Linked DNA regions of Mus musculus: regions 1 and 3 are each linked to region 2. The links are chromatin contacts, called in public Hi-C and HiCAR-type maps. All regions are on one chromosome and are shown on one strand. Each heading gives the region's core, a stretch centred on a gene start, on an enhancer-like site or on the middle of the called end of the contact. The rest is flanking DNA. Distances are from core to core; before and after follow the strand shown.

The links. A called contact is a pair of places that touch in the nucleus more often than the background predicts. HiCAR-type assays count read pairs that join an accessible place to other places.
Region 1: a HiCAR-type map of Th17 cells shows a contact between it and region 2, with 4 times the contacts expected there. The contact joins two enhancer-like sites. A contact is called at or near these places in 2 of 15 datasets of contacts at CTCF or cohesin (CD8 T cells and large pre-B cells), 15 of 484 Hi-C or Micro-C datasets (CD8 T cells, the HL-1 cell line, the HPC-7 cell line and 9 more), 10 of 115 datasets of contacts at active chromatin or transcription factors (CD8 T cells, Th17 cells, bone marrow-derived macrophages and 6 more) and 3 of 9 other capture datasets (adipose tissue, embryonic stem cells and liver).
Region 3: a contact with region 2 is called in a Hi-C map of bone marrow-derived macrophages, with 49 read pairs. The contact joins two enhancer-like sites. A contact is called at or near these places in 1 of 15 datasets of contacts at CTCF or cohesin (large pre-B cells), 6 of 484 Hi-C or Micro-C datasets (bone marrow-derived macrophages, cerebral cortex, large pre-B cells and 2 more), 8 of 115 datasets of contacts at active chromatin or transcription factors (CD8 T cells, bone marrow-derived macrophages, embryonic stem cells and 4 more) and 2 of 9 other capture datasets (bone marrow-derived macrophages and embryonic stem cells).

What each region holds. Positions count from the first base shown.
Region 1 is chr11:22,955,784-22,959,465 of GRCm38.p6, reverse strand. Commd1 (COMM domain containing 1) reads left to right here. Exons shown (of 3, transcript NM_144514.2): 2 at 2,774-3,055. Among named protein-coding and RNA genes, the nearest start is that of Zrsr1, 14 kb to the left of the region's middle. Within about 2 kb of position 2,390, at least 60 of the 459 cell types and tissues checked have an H3K27ac peak or open chromatin away from gene starts, as enhancers often do. A contact at or near this core is called in Th17 cells, where this site is marked.
Region 2 is chr11:22,812,517-22,816,309 of GRCm38.p6, reverse strand. No RefSeq gene overlaps it. Among named protein-coding and RNA genes, the nearest start is that of B3gnt2, 45 kb to the left of the region's middle. Within about 2 kb of position 2,134, at least 106 of the 459 cell types and tissues checked have an H3K27ac peak or open chromatin away from gene starts, as enhancers often do. A contact at or near this core is called in Th17 cells, bone marrow-derived macrophages and macrophages, where this site is marked.
Region 3 is chr11:22,673,300-22,677,412 of GRCm38.p6, reverse strand. No RefSeq gene overlaps it. Among named protein-coding and RNA genes, the nearest start is that of Gm40816, 21 kb to the right of the region's middle. Within about 2 kb of position 1,487, at least 24 of the 459 cell types and tissues checked have an H3K27ac peak or open chromatin away from gene starts, as enhancers often do. A contact at or near this core is called in bone marrow-derived macrophages and macrophages, where this site is marked.

The DNA of each region.
Region 1 (3,682 bases), core at 1,141-3,640, 140 kb before region 2:
CAAGTAAACAAAGTTAATTTCTAGGCTGTGGTTGTTATAAACCAGTTTTCTCGTATAGGGTCAGGTGCATAGGACACTGCAGTCACGTGGACTTGGGTCAGCCTATTCTGTGGTATGTTCTTGAGCAGGGCTTGACCATGTTTCCTGTCCTTGTATAGTTCATAAGCCGAGAATTATTTCTGTTTTCGTTCTTTGCTGTTTGTTTGTTTTTGTTTTTTGTTTTTTCGAGACAGTTTTTCTGTATAGGGTTGTCCTGGAACTCACTCTGTAGACCAGGCTGGCCTTGGACTCAGAAATCTGCCTGCCTCTTGTTTGTTTTTCGAGATAGTGTTTCGTTGTTGTTGTTGTTGTTGTTTTTGTATAGTCCTGACTGCCTAGAACTCACTCTGTAGACCAAGCTGTCTCTTCCTGCCTCGGCCTCCTGAATGCTGGGATAAAAGCATGTACCTCCCAGCTGAGAATGCTTTTTACATTTTTATATGTTTAAAAATGAGAAGAAAACTGCAATGAAGCTGATGTGGGCCTTTCTTGAATTAAAAAACTGGTATTAAATGAGAATGCATGACTTTTTAAATTCAATTCTAAGTTGGTTCCCCGTTTATGTTTGAATTGTGTTAAGAAAAGGATGGATTGACCCCAGATCAAGATACTGATTGAAACTCAACCAAAATAGCTTTTATGTTCTAGACAGAGTTATGTCAGAATAAGACATGCTGTCATGGAACTCCTGGTGAGCTGAGGATGTGGGTGCTGCTACTGCTTTCAGACTGTCGGTACAGGGGCGCATCCCCACACACATCCCAGAGTAAAATCCCAGAGTGGAATGAGGCAGAAATGGTACAGAGTTTCAGTGTCGTAAAAGAAGATGCTAATAGGAATATTTAACTCAATTCTAGTATAACATGCTCAGTAATCATTCCCTCTCCTTGGGGACTTGCCATGGAGCTCTACCTGCCCTAGAACTTATATAAACAGGCCAGATTTATTCTTGGCTATTTTCCTGACTTTATGTCCTGAGTGCTGAGATTATAGTCATGAGCCATCAGGCTAGTCTTAAAAGTAATATTTCTATTTCTATGTAATATGGCAATTAAGCAGTAAATGTGTTCAACTGTAATGTGAAATAATCTATCAGGATGATTGGGTGTTTGCCACACAATTTTAAAAAGAAAATTAAATTTTTATTTATTTTACTTTATCATTATCATTTTTGTTTTCTTTTTTACTTTTTTTTTTTTAATGTATGAATGCTCTCTCTGCATATACACCTGCATGCCAGAAGAGGGCATCAGATCCCTTCACAGATTGTCATGATCCACCATGTAGTTGCTGGGAATTGAACTCAGGACCTCTGGAAGAACAGCAGCAGCCAGTGATCTTCACCACTGAACCATCTCACCAATCCGTCCACACAACTTTTATATTAATAGAGACATCAACAACAGTAGATCTGTAGCTGTCCTTGGCCTGTGCGACTGCAGCTGCCCTCAACCTGGTTTGGTGTACCTACAGCAACATCTGGCCAAGGAAGGAAGCTTCTGGGATTCCCACTTCGCCTCAGCTACTTTTGTCCTCAGATTTAGCTTTGCATCATAATTATCCATGTGTCCAGCATTTGGTGGCTCCTTTTTGCCTATGGATAACAGTGTTACGAGTTTTGGCACACTGGTTTGATTTACACCACCTTCTCAACTTTCCTGCAAATTGTTAAACTAAACTAGTTGGCTTACGTCTAACAATACATATTTCTCACTTGTAACAGCTAAATCTTGAAAAGATGAAAATCACTCTCTAAGGGATATAAATAAAGCTTTAATAGCTAATCCTTGGGTGGTAACATTTTTATATCATTGATGGTAGAAAGAATCAGTTTGACTTTTTAATCAGCAGCAGCAGCAGCAGCGATGCCAGTGTCCATATCTGTGTGCAGTCACTTAGGACAACCAGCCAGAGAAACATGGCTCAACAGTTAGGACTCTTTGGCTCTCTGGTTTTATGGAAACTTAGTGCTTCTGACGACCATGTTGTCTGTGAAATGGAAACTAGAATATGAGACTCAATAGAAGTAATAGATGTCTAGGCTGTGCAGCATGGGCTGGATTGAAGACAGCCACAGACCACAGGCTAGCAGTGTGGGCCCAGTAGGTGCCATTGCAATGAGCAAGTATGTAGTTGCAGAGATGGGAGAGACAGAGAAGGTAAGAAGTTTGTGACTATGAAGAGAGAACTGGAGACAGGCTGGCGGTGAGGAACAGCCTGATGTGAGAGAGGCCTGCATTGCCATCTGAGACCATGGTGATGTCTCATGCCTGTGCTGCTGCTCAGGGTCATGTCTGGACTCACCAAAGACCATGCCTCCGGAGGTGGTGTTGATTTGCTACCACACAGTGGCGCCCTGCCCACATGGGAGAGCTGATCCTGCCCCTGCCCCTTACCTAGGCAGCCTGGGAGAGCTGGCTCTGGAGAGCTGGCCCCACTGATCACTGAAGAGCTGGCTCTGAGCCTTGCCTGGCCAGCCAGAGAGTTAGCTCTGGTGGTGGTGTGTGGGAGAACTAGCAGTCTGATCCATTTAACTACCACCTAGGCCCAGATTCAGGGCCGGTCCTACAGACCCACAGCTTCAGGATCTCCATGACACAGGGCAACAGCAGGCTATCCGAGAGGAGTCCTGGTGAAACTAAGTTCAATCAAAATATGTTCTGTAGCTAGGCAGCTAGCTTTGTCTAGTTATCTACCAAGTTCAAATATATTGCTTTTTCTTTTATCTTTATAGTCTATTGCATCTGCAGACATGGATTTCAACCAGTTAGAGGCATTCCTGACTGCTCAAACCAAAAAGCAAGGTGGCATCACCAGTGAGCAAGCTGCAGTCATCTCCAAGTTTTGGAAGAGCCACAAGATAAAAATCCGAGAGAGTCTCATGAAGCAGAGCCGCTGGGACAACGGCCTTCGGGGCCTGAGCTGGAGAGTCGATGGCAAGTCTCAGTCACGGCACTCAACTCAGATACACAGCCCTGTTGCCATAATAGAGCTGGAATTTGGAAAAAATGGACAGGTGAGTCCAGCTTCAATTTCCCTTTGTAAATTGTGTATTTTCATACACTTATTTTACTTTTATTTAACAGAGTTTGCTGAGGTAACCCTAAAATCACTTTTAGAGGTAGAATCATGTGAACATTTTGATGTTTTCAGTTATATACAGAGTTTAAAAAAGCAGCTACATGTCTTTGCAGTTGTCTCAAAAGGGCAGAGTCGGACAGTTTTGACTGCAGTCTCCCAGGCAATGATAGAGACACAAAGAGCAGGAGCCAAGGTTAGTGGGTGCACACCAAACCTTTCCTATCCTGTTATTTGTGTAGTCAATCCAGTATGGGAGGTGATAAGTCCTAATCTCTTAACCATATCGATGCATTGTTCCTAAAGACCATGTGTGCCATCTCTGGCCTCAAGCTCACAAATCATTTTCAACTGGATCTTGATTATTCACGAGCCAGTGCTGCTCACCTCTGGAGTCGCTAATCACATAACAGGTGGTTTTAGTGTCTATGCAGATTCTCTTAAAGCTATCCAGCTCCTGCTCCAGCTCCTGCTAAATCAGACTTCAGGTGGCCTGGCTTATGGTTTTTTGAGTGGGGAAGAGGGGAAACAAACTGGTAATTAGAGACTATCCAGACCACTGAGT
Region 2 (3,793 bases), core at 885-3,384:
GGACAGGACAGACATCTAGTGATCCCAGGTTCCCTGGCCTTGTTCCATCCCTGGAGAGAATAGGCAAGGCACAGAACATCAGCCTGGCAGAGAGAAGAAACGGAATCAAGAAGACTCCATGTGCTTTCCTGAAACTCCGACAAAAATGTGTCATAAGGAGAAAGCAGAAAACCAATGAGATGCAGGACTAACGATCTCTGCTATGCCACAAAGCAGGGGGAGAGGCAGGTGTGCTGCGCAGGGTTCCTGTGTGAGAACACTGTTTACGCCCACCACACATCTGGCTCAGGCCAAGCTAAGAAGGGAAACACAGCCGTTTAGGGCAGTCAGGACCCTGCAGGAACTGTTTAATGCAGGTGCCCAAGACAACCAGCAGCTACTCTTTCTTTGAAAGAGCTCCGTGGTCCAGTGGCTTCTGATGGCTCTGCCCTTCCATGCTTTGGTGGCTTCCCGACTCATTTACTCCACATCTCAGTGGAACAGGGCAAAGCTGGTGTGATGTGTGATCTCAGTTGTCAACTTGATGAGATCGAGAACCATCCATTGAGGTGGGCACACCTATGGAAGATTGTTTTGATTCAATTTGTTGAGGTGGGAAGATCTGTGTGGATCCCACTATTCCCTGTGATAGGACCTGGGACTGTATTAAAAGGAGAAATGAGAGGTTGGAGAGATGGTTCAGTGGTTAGGAGTGCTTGCTGCTCTTTTGGAGGACCTGGGTTCGGTTCCCAGAACTCACATCTAGAACTCCAGTTCTAGGGGATCCAAGGACCTCTTCTGGTTTTCTCAGGTGCCATGTGTAAGTGTGGTACACAGACAAACATGAAGGGAAAAACACTCATAAAATAAAATTAAACAAAAATGAGAACAGAGCTGAGCACAAGCCTTTGTTCCTCTTTATTTCATGACTGCAAGTGTCCTGTGACCAACTGCCTCAGGCTCCTGGTACCCTGACTTCCCCCACCATGAAGAGCAGTAGCCTCAGATTGTGAGCCAAACCTCTTTCACCAGTAGGTTGCTTTTGTCTGTCTTCTTCCCTCCATTCTTTTTAGATTTAGATTACTTCATGTGTTTGAGTGCTTTGCCTTTTTAGTGTGCATGGAGTGCCTAAGAGTACCCCTTGGAACTGGAGTTAGAGACAGTTATGAGCCTCCCCATGTGGGTGTTGGGATCCATATCTAGGTCCTCTGGAAGCGCAGTCAGTGCTCTTAATGCTGAGCCGTTTCTTGAGCCCTGCTTAGTTCATTGGCATAGGAAGGTGGATCTCTGTGAATTCAAGACCAGCCTGGTCTACATAGGCATTCCAGAACAGCTCAGACCATGTAGAGAGGTCCTGCCTAAAAACAACAACAATAATAACAAGAGGAGGAGGATGGGGGCGGGGGAGGAGGAGGAGGAGGAGGAGGAGGAGGAGGAGGAGGAGGAGGAGGAGGAGGAGGGCATTGCCGATAATGATTCTCACATTCAGTGTGTTGTCCCTACCTGTATTCTAACTCTGGGCGGTGGGGAGGGGCAGGAGGATTGCAAGTTTGAGGCTAGCCTAGGTTATATAGTTTGACTCTATCTCTAAAGTAAATCCTATGCACTCTTTTACCTTAAGAGTGCATGCATCTTTTGTGCAAAGTGCCAGACCTGGATTCTGCCCTGGCCTATCACAGAGGAGAAGACTCTATGAGGAGGCAGGACTACCAGCAGCTGCAGTTGTTATGACTAGCCTGCCTCTGACTGACAATTGAATCCAGGACTTTCCCCATGACATTAACTGGTTGCCTTCCCTCTCACTACATCTGGAAAAAATGATTCAGGTTGCAGTGAGCTAGCCATGTGATCCTGTGTGCTGAAGCACTTCAAAGTGGGAACGTGTGCTCTGGCTTTCCCCAGGTTCTGTGAAGTAAAGGTCATGGTGTTTGTGAAAATGTGCATGTACAGTGGTTGGATCATGGGAAAGGGTTTCAAAGGCTATGTCTGAGATAAGGTTGGCTGCAGGGAATGCTCTACGGAAGCCCAGTTCCACCCCTGGCCCTCACTGGATGAGGGGATCTGGAAAATCTGGTCCTTCCTTCCTGTCTGGGTCAATGAGCTCTGCCTTTGACTGTCACTTTCCTCATTTGCTGAGGTTACTTGCTCAAGACAGCACTCCACCCACACAAAGAGGGCAAGCACAAAGAAGGGTTAGGCCCCATGACAGTTTCCGGTCTTTCTCTATAATGGCAGTTTTTTCTGGCCACATGAGGATGTTTCTGAGCCTGTCTCCGCAGAGAACACCACATCTTTTTCTCAGTCTCTTCTGAGGTGGCCCGCAGCACTCAACACTAGTGTTTTGGTTTCAATCTCAGCCCTGTGTGCAGGTCAGTAAAGCCTCTCTGAACAGGAACAGAAAGTCCTCCTACGATGCTTCTTCCTATTAGTTTTAGTCCAACAAGTAGTGTAGAGAACAGAACTCATAGATGGTTAGGTGGTAGGCTAATGCCTATTTGCCTTCTGCATTTCCTGTGTAATTAGGATGTATGTCTATAAGCACAAGGACCAGTTCATGTAGAAGGCTGGAGTTCATTTTGAGGCAGAGCTTACCAAGGCTCTATGGGTAGGGGAGGGAGCTCAGTTAACCAATGGATGGGATGAGGGTTTCTCTCTGTAGAGTAGCTCCTAGAAGCCAGCCTTATCTAAGGCACTGCCTTGAAACCCTTTCCTGTGAGCCATTCATCACGTGCTTATGTTGGAGTGTGTCAGATGAACTCAAAGCAAGATGTGAGGCTAGTAACCACGCTGTTCTCAAGGAAGCCCAGAAAGGGTGCTGGAGAGATAGATGCATGTATGGCTTCAGAGAATTAAATGAATTAATAGCCATAGTATACGTAGAACAGGTGCCAACCCTACAGAAAGAACTATAGACTACTGTGGAAACCTGGATTGGGAGAGGTGCTCTTCCCTAGTGAAGAGCATACCATTGTCCAGTGCCAAATAGCCCTGAAAACATACATGCAAGTAACATTATATGGAGTGAACAGGATATATATAGGAATATCTATATACATATATGCATGTAATAACAGTTAATGAAAAAGAGGCCAAGAATTTGAGGAAGAGCAGGGATGTTGTATATGAGAGAGTTTGGAGGGGGGAAGGGGAAGAAACAAACAAAACCAAAACAAAAGGCAGATCTTTTACTAAGTAAAATGCAGGGCTAGATTAATGGCTCAGCAGATCAGAGTGCTTAACTGTTCTTGCAGAGGACCCAAGTGCTCCTCTCAACACATCAGGTGGCTCCCAACCATTTATAACTCTAGTTTCAGGGAATCCAATGCCTCCAGTCATATTTATGGTCATCTATGCTCATCTGTGCATGCCCATACAAACACATAAGTAAAAATAGAAAATAAATCTTTACAATATTAATAATAATGTAATTGTTGAAATGACTACAGATGGTCTTATTTGTGCTTTCTATCTATATGGAGTTTTTGCATCCAGACATTAACATACATTAGAAGAAATCTGGCAGAATATGTATTAAGTTGCATGTATGCATTAATGCAGAGTAGACTCAGAATGTTTCTCATTTGCTTCGTTTTTTTGTTTCTTTGCATATTGTAACTTTCCTTTTTTCACAGAATAGATGTAATTTTTTTAAAATCACCAAAGAGATATATTTAAATTTAAAAGCTATGATGTAGGGGGCAGTTTTGATGCTAAGGTCCTGTTCCCCTCTTGATTCTTGACCTGTCAGTAAAGAAAGCCATGGGCCAATTGCTGGGTGGAAGGGACAGACGGGACTTTCAAGTCCCTGGAGAAA
Region 3 (4,113 bases), core at 238-2,737, 140 kb after region 2:
CCCTCCCTGGAGGCAAGCTCTCCTCTGGCAGGGAAGCTGCACAGAGGACTGAGGATCAGCTCCACCTCCTGGCTGAGGATGAGGGCCCCATAGGATTGTGTCCAAGAAGCTGTGTTGCTTCTTCAGCCTGAGCACTCCTGTGCAGACCTGCCTCAGAGAGACCCCGGAGAGAAAAATCAGTATGTTACTTTTAATCCTAAATTCAACTGTCACCCTGGGCATCATATCTATATAAGGTTTCTGGTGCGATGACTGACATGTTTGAATGTGCCCTCTAAGACTTCATGTGTTAGAGGCTTGGGCTTTTGTATAGCAATTTTTAAATTTTAGATTTATTTTTATTTTATGTGAATGAGTGCTTTGCATGCATACATGTATATTCACCACATGCATGCCTGGTGCCTACCGAGGACAGAAGACAGTGTTGGTTTCTCTGGAACTGGAGTTACAGTCAGTTGTGTGTCATTATGTGGGTGCTGGAAACCTATTCTAGGCCCTTGGCAATAGCTACACATGCTCTTAATCACTGAGTCATCACTTTAGCCCCTTATATAGCAATCTTGTGAGCCGGTATGGGCCTTTAAGGAGTGGAGTTTAGTAGGGGGTGTTGTCACTGGGAACATGCCCTCAGGAGAGATCACAGGACACTATGTTCCGTAGCTTCCTGTTTGGTGATATGATCTTGCCCTCCTGCATATACACGTGCCACCTGCCATGGATTCCACATCAGAGCCAAGCAGATGCCAGCATCTTAACCTGGAATTGTCTGACATATAAGTGAATCTCTCTCTCTCTCTCTCTCTCTCTCTCTCTCTCTCTCTCTCAAATAATGTCAGCCTATCACATGTATATTAATGAAGCAATAGGAGAACATACTGATACACTGATATGGACCATAAAGATAACAAAATACAGCCTCTAATATGTTGACTCCTCTTCAGTGGGCCATTCATGTTACGTAATAGTTGATCACTTAAAAGAACACAAAGTAAGACGTCACAGAGCCCACAAAGTGGATCTTTTAATTTTCTGTTCTTGACTGCTCATAAACTTTTATCTAATAAATGACAAGAATGTGTGTGTGTGTGTGTGTGTGCGCGTGTGTGTGCATGGGTGTGTGCAAGTATGAATTTTCTTTTTCTATAAAGTATGATTTATTTACTTTTTTAGTAATTCAGAAATACGTTTACAAGTTCTTTGATACTTACCACTTCAAAGTGGAACCAAATCCCCCCTAGAGAATGAGAGTGAGCTGTCTTTTTCATAGCATAGTTTGTGGAAGAATTAACAACATTTTCCTTTAGGACTCTCAAAACTGTCCTGGAAGGCTTTTTCTGCTTTCTCTTTTGCTTACTTGCTGGGGAAATGGAGCAGGGGTGGGGAAAACAGCAGTTGTCATGTGAGGATACCCAAGCAGTTCCTTGGGGAGGTCTGTGTGGCAAGGAACTGAGACCTTCTGTCAAAACCCATGTGGGTGAACCATCTTGGAAAGAAGTCTTCTGATGACAGCAACCTCAGCTGACTTTCTGGGTGCAGAAAAGATCTAGCTGAGCAGTCACTCAGCTAAATCACTGCTTGACTGGGACCATGAGGTAGCAATGCAGGGGCGTTGGTGTCCTTCTTGCTGACTTGTTACACAGTAGTAACATAATTATCCTTTGAGTAAAACCATTCTTGCTGGTGATTTGTTACAGATTATCCTTTGAGCAATGCTTACCTTTGAGGGATTTTTGAGAATTTGATAGAAATTATAGACCTCTTTAGGAAAAACATCACAAACATATCAGCATGTAACTCAATAGTTTCTGGGAAACCATAATGCTGTGTAAAGGCTCATTCAGTGGTCTTATATTTAAAGCTCCATCCTGAAATATGAGAACATTCCAAGGATGACCCCTCCCTGAGGATTACTAACAAAACATTTATATAATCCTGAGTTCGGTTTGTTTTTCTTTGACATGGAAGAAGCGGTTAAGAGGCACTGGCTTCCCCTCCTTGGCCCAGGTTCTTGCCACCAGCTCATCTCAGAGGGCAAAGGAGTCAAACTAGCTTTTCCCATGGTTCTATTTTATGACAGTTCTTGTGGAAAGAGAATCAGGGTAACTGGTGGTGTTTCCAGGGAAGACTGAAATAGTGGTTACTAGAAATACAGGAAGGAAGTGTGCTCTTAAAGATTAAAACTCCAAAGCAGACTGCGCAATGAGTTGGCTTCATTTATGTTCTCAGAGCACATGAGAAAATTTGGGGGAGCTCTGACTGAACTCAGTCTTTAGAACCCTGTGCTCTTCTGCTCTTCCCACCCAAGGTCAGCATCATAGATTCAAAGGAGAAGCGTCATTTCTCTGTTTTCTATTTGGGGGGACAAAGACTTCTGAGAGGACAGAGTCTGAAAGGGAGAGCAGTTAGATTTCCTCTCTAAGTCCAGTGTCTTCTGAATCTCTTGACACCATGATTTCCAAGCAAATCTAGAAAGTCTTATAAGGCTAGGGTCCGCTTCCTCTTCAGGAACCCCCAGGGTGATATCACAGTGTGATATCTGTTAGGACCATTACCCTGGGACTGCATCAGACAGGAAATATAACCCAGACAGAGAAACAGAGCTTAATAACAAGACAGTGGCTTCAATTTGGAGCAAATCTACTTTGAGGAAAGTCTATCTATTTATTTCCAGCCCCACACACCTCAGAGCTGTGACCTGAAGCATTGAACTTGGGCTTGGTATGTGCCAGGCGTGTGCTTTACTGCTGAGCTACGCCCCCAGCCCTGGTTTGGAGAAACTTTGAAGATCTATTGTTCTGGGATTCAGAATGAGGTTTAGATGTGGTAACATTTGAAAGCAAAAATATGAGAGTAAAAGTCCTTGTTGCTAAGGATGGTCTACTCTAAACTCAGGACTGGGGAAGTAAAGCTCATCAAAGAATGGAGGAAAATGATAGAGCTGGTGACAGATAGACAGGTGTGAGAGAAGAGCACAGGGGACAGACAGATAGGCAGGTGTGAGAGAAGAGCACAGGGGACAGACAGACAGGTGTGAGAGAAGAGCGCAGGGGACAGACAGAGAGACAGGTGTGAGGGAAGAGCACAGGGCAGATGGCTGTGAGCAAGATGAACAGTGTTTAAACACAAAGCCAGTAATTTTTACATGTGAACATAAGCAGAGGCACAGAGAACTGACAATTTGTTTGTTTTTCCAACACAGCCTTTCTCTGTGCAGCCCTGGCTGCTCTAGAGCTCACTCTCTATAGACCAGGTTGTCCTCAAAGTCAGAGGTCCGCCTGCCTCTGCCTCCCAGGTGCCGGGATTAAAGGTGATCGCCACCACAGCTGGCTGAAACCTGTCACTTATTCACTGTGGTTTGGGTGGTCTGGTAAAGAACATGTGAATGGGATAGGGCTAGCAGAAGCCTGATTCAAGCAGGCTGAGGAGTAAGCTGAAGAGATTCACACAGAAATGACTGAGCAGGGCTGGAATGGTGGCTCAACTGCATAAGCATGGGGACCTGAGGTAGCATCCCCAGCATTCATAGGAAGGCCAGGCATGGTGTGAGTGTCTGTAAAACCAGCACCGGGGAGGCAGAGGCAGCAAAGCCCTGGAGCTCAGTGATCAGTCAGTCTAGCTGAAATGGTGAGCTTCAGGCTCTGTAAGAGACTCTGCCTCACAGAATAAAGTAGAACGTAATGGAGGAAGATGCCCAGTATTGACCTCTGGCCTCCATATATGTGCACAGATCTCACACACACACACACACACACACACACACACACACATACACGTATGCACACACGCGCATATGTGTGCACATGTGCACTCCAATAAAGAAAAGATGACTGGGCTGGTGAGATGGCTCAGTGGGTAAGAGCACCCGACTGCTCTTCCAAAGGTTGGAAGTTCAAATCCCAGCAACCACATGGTGGCTCACAACCATCCAACCAACAAGATCTGACTCCCTCTTCTGAAGTGTCTGAGGACAGCTACAGTGTACTTACATATAATAAATAAATAAATAAATAAATAAATAAAAAAAAGAAAAGATGACTACACATAGCACACACAGTTGACAACAGTGTAGGGTAGAAACTCATCAGCTTCCATGGGGAACTAGGAGACAACTGG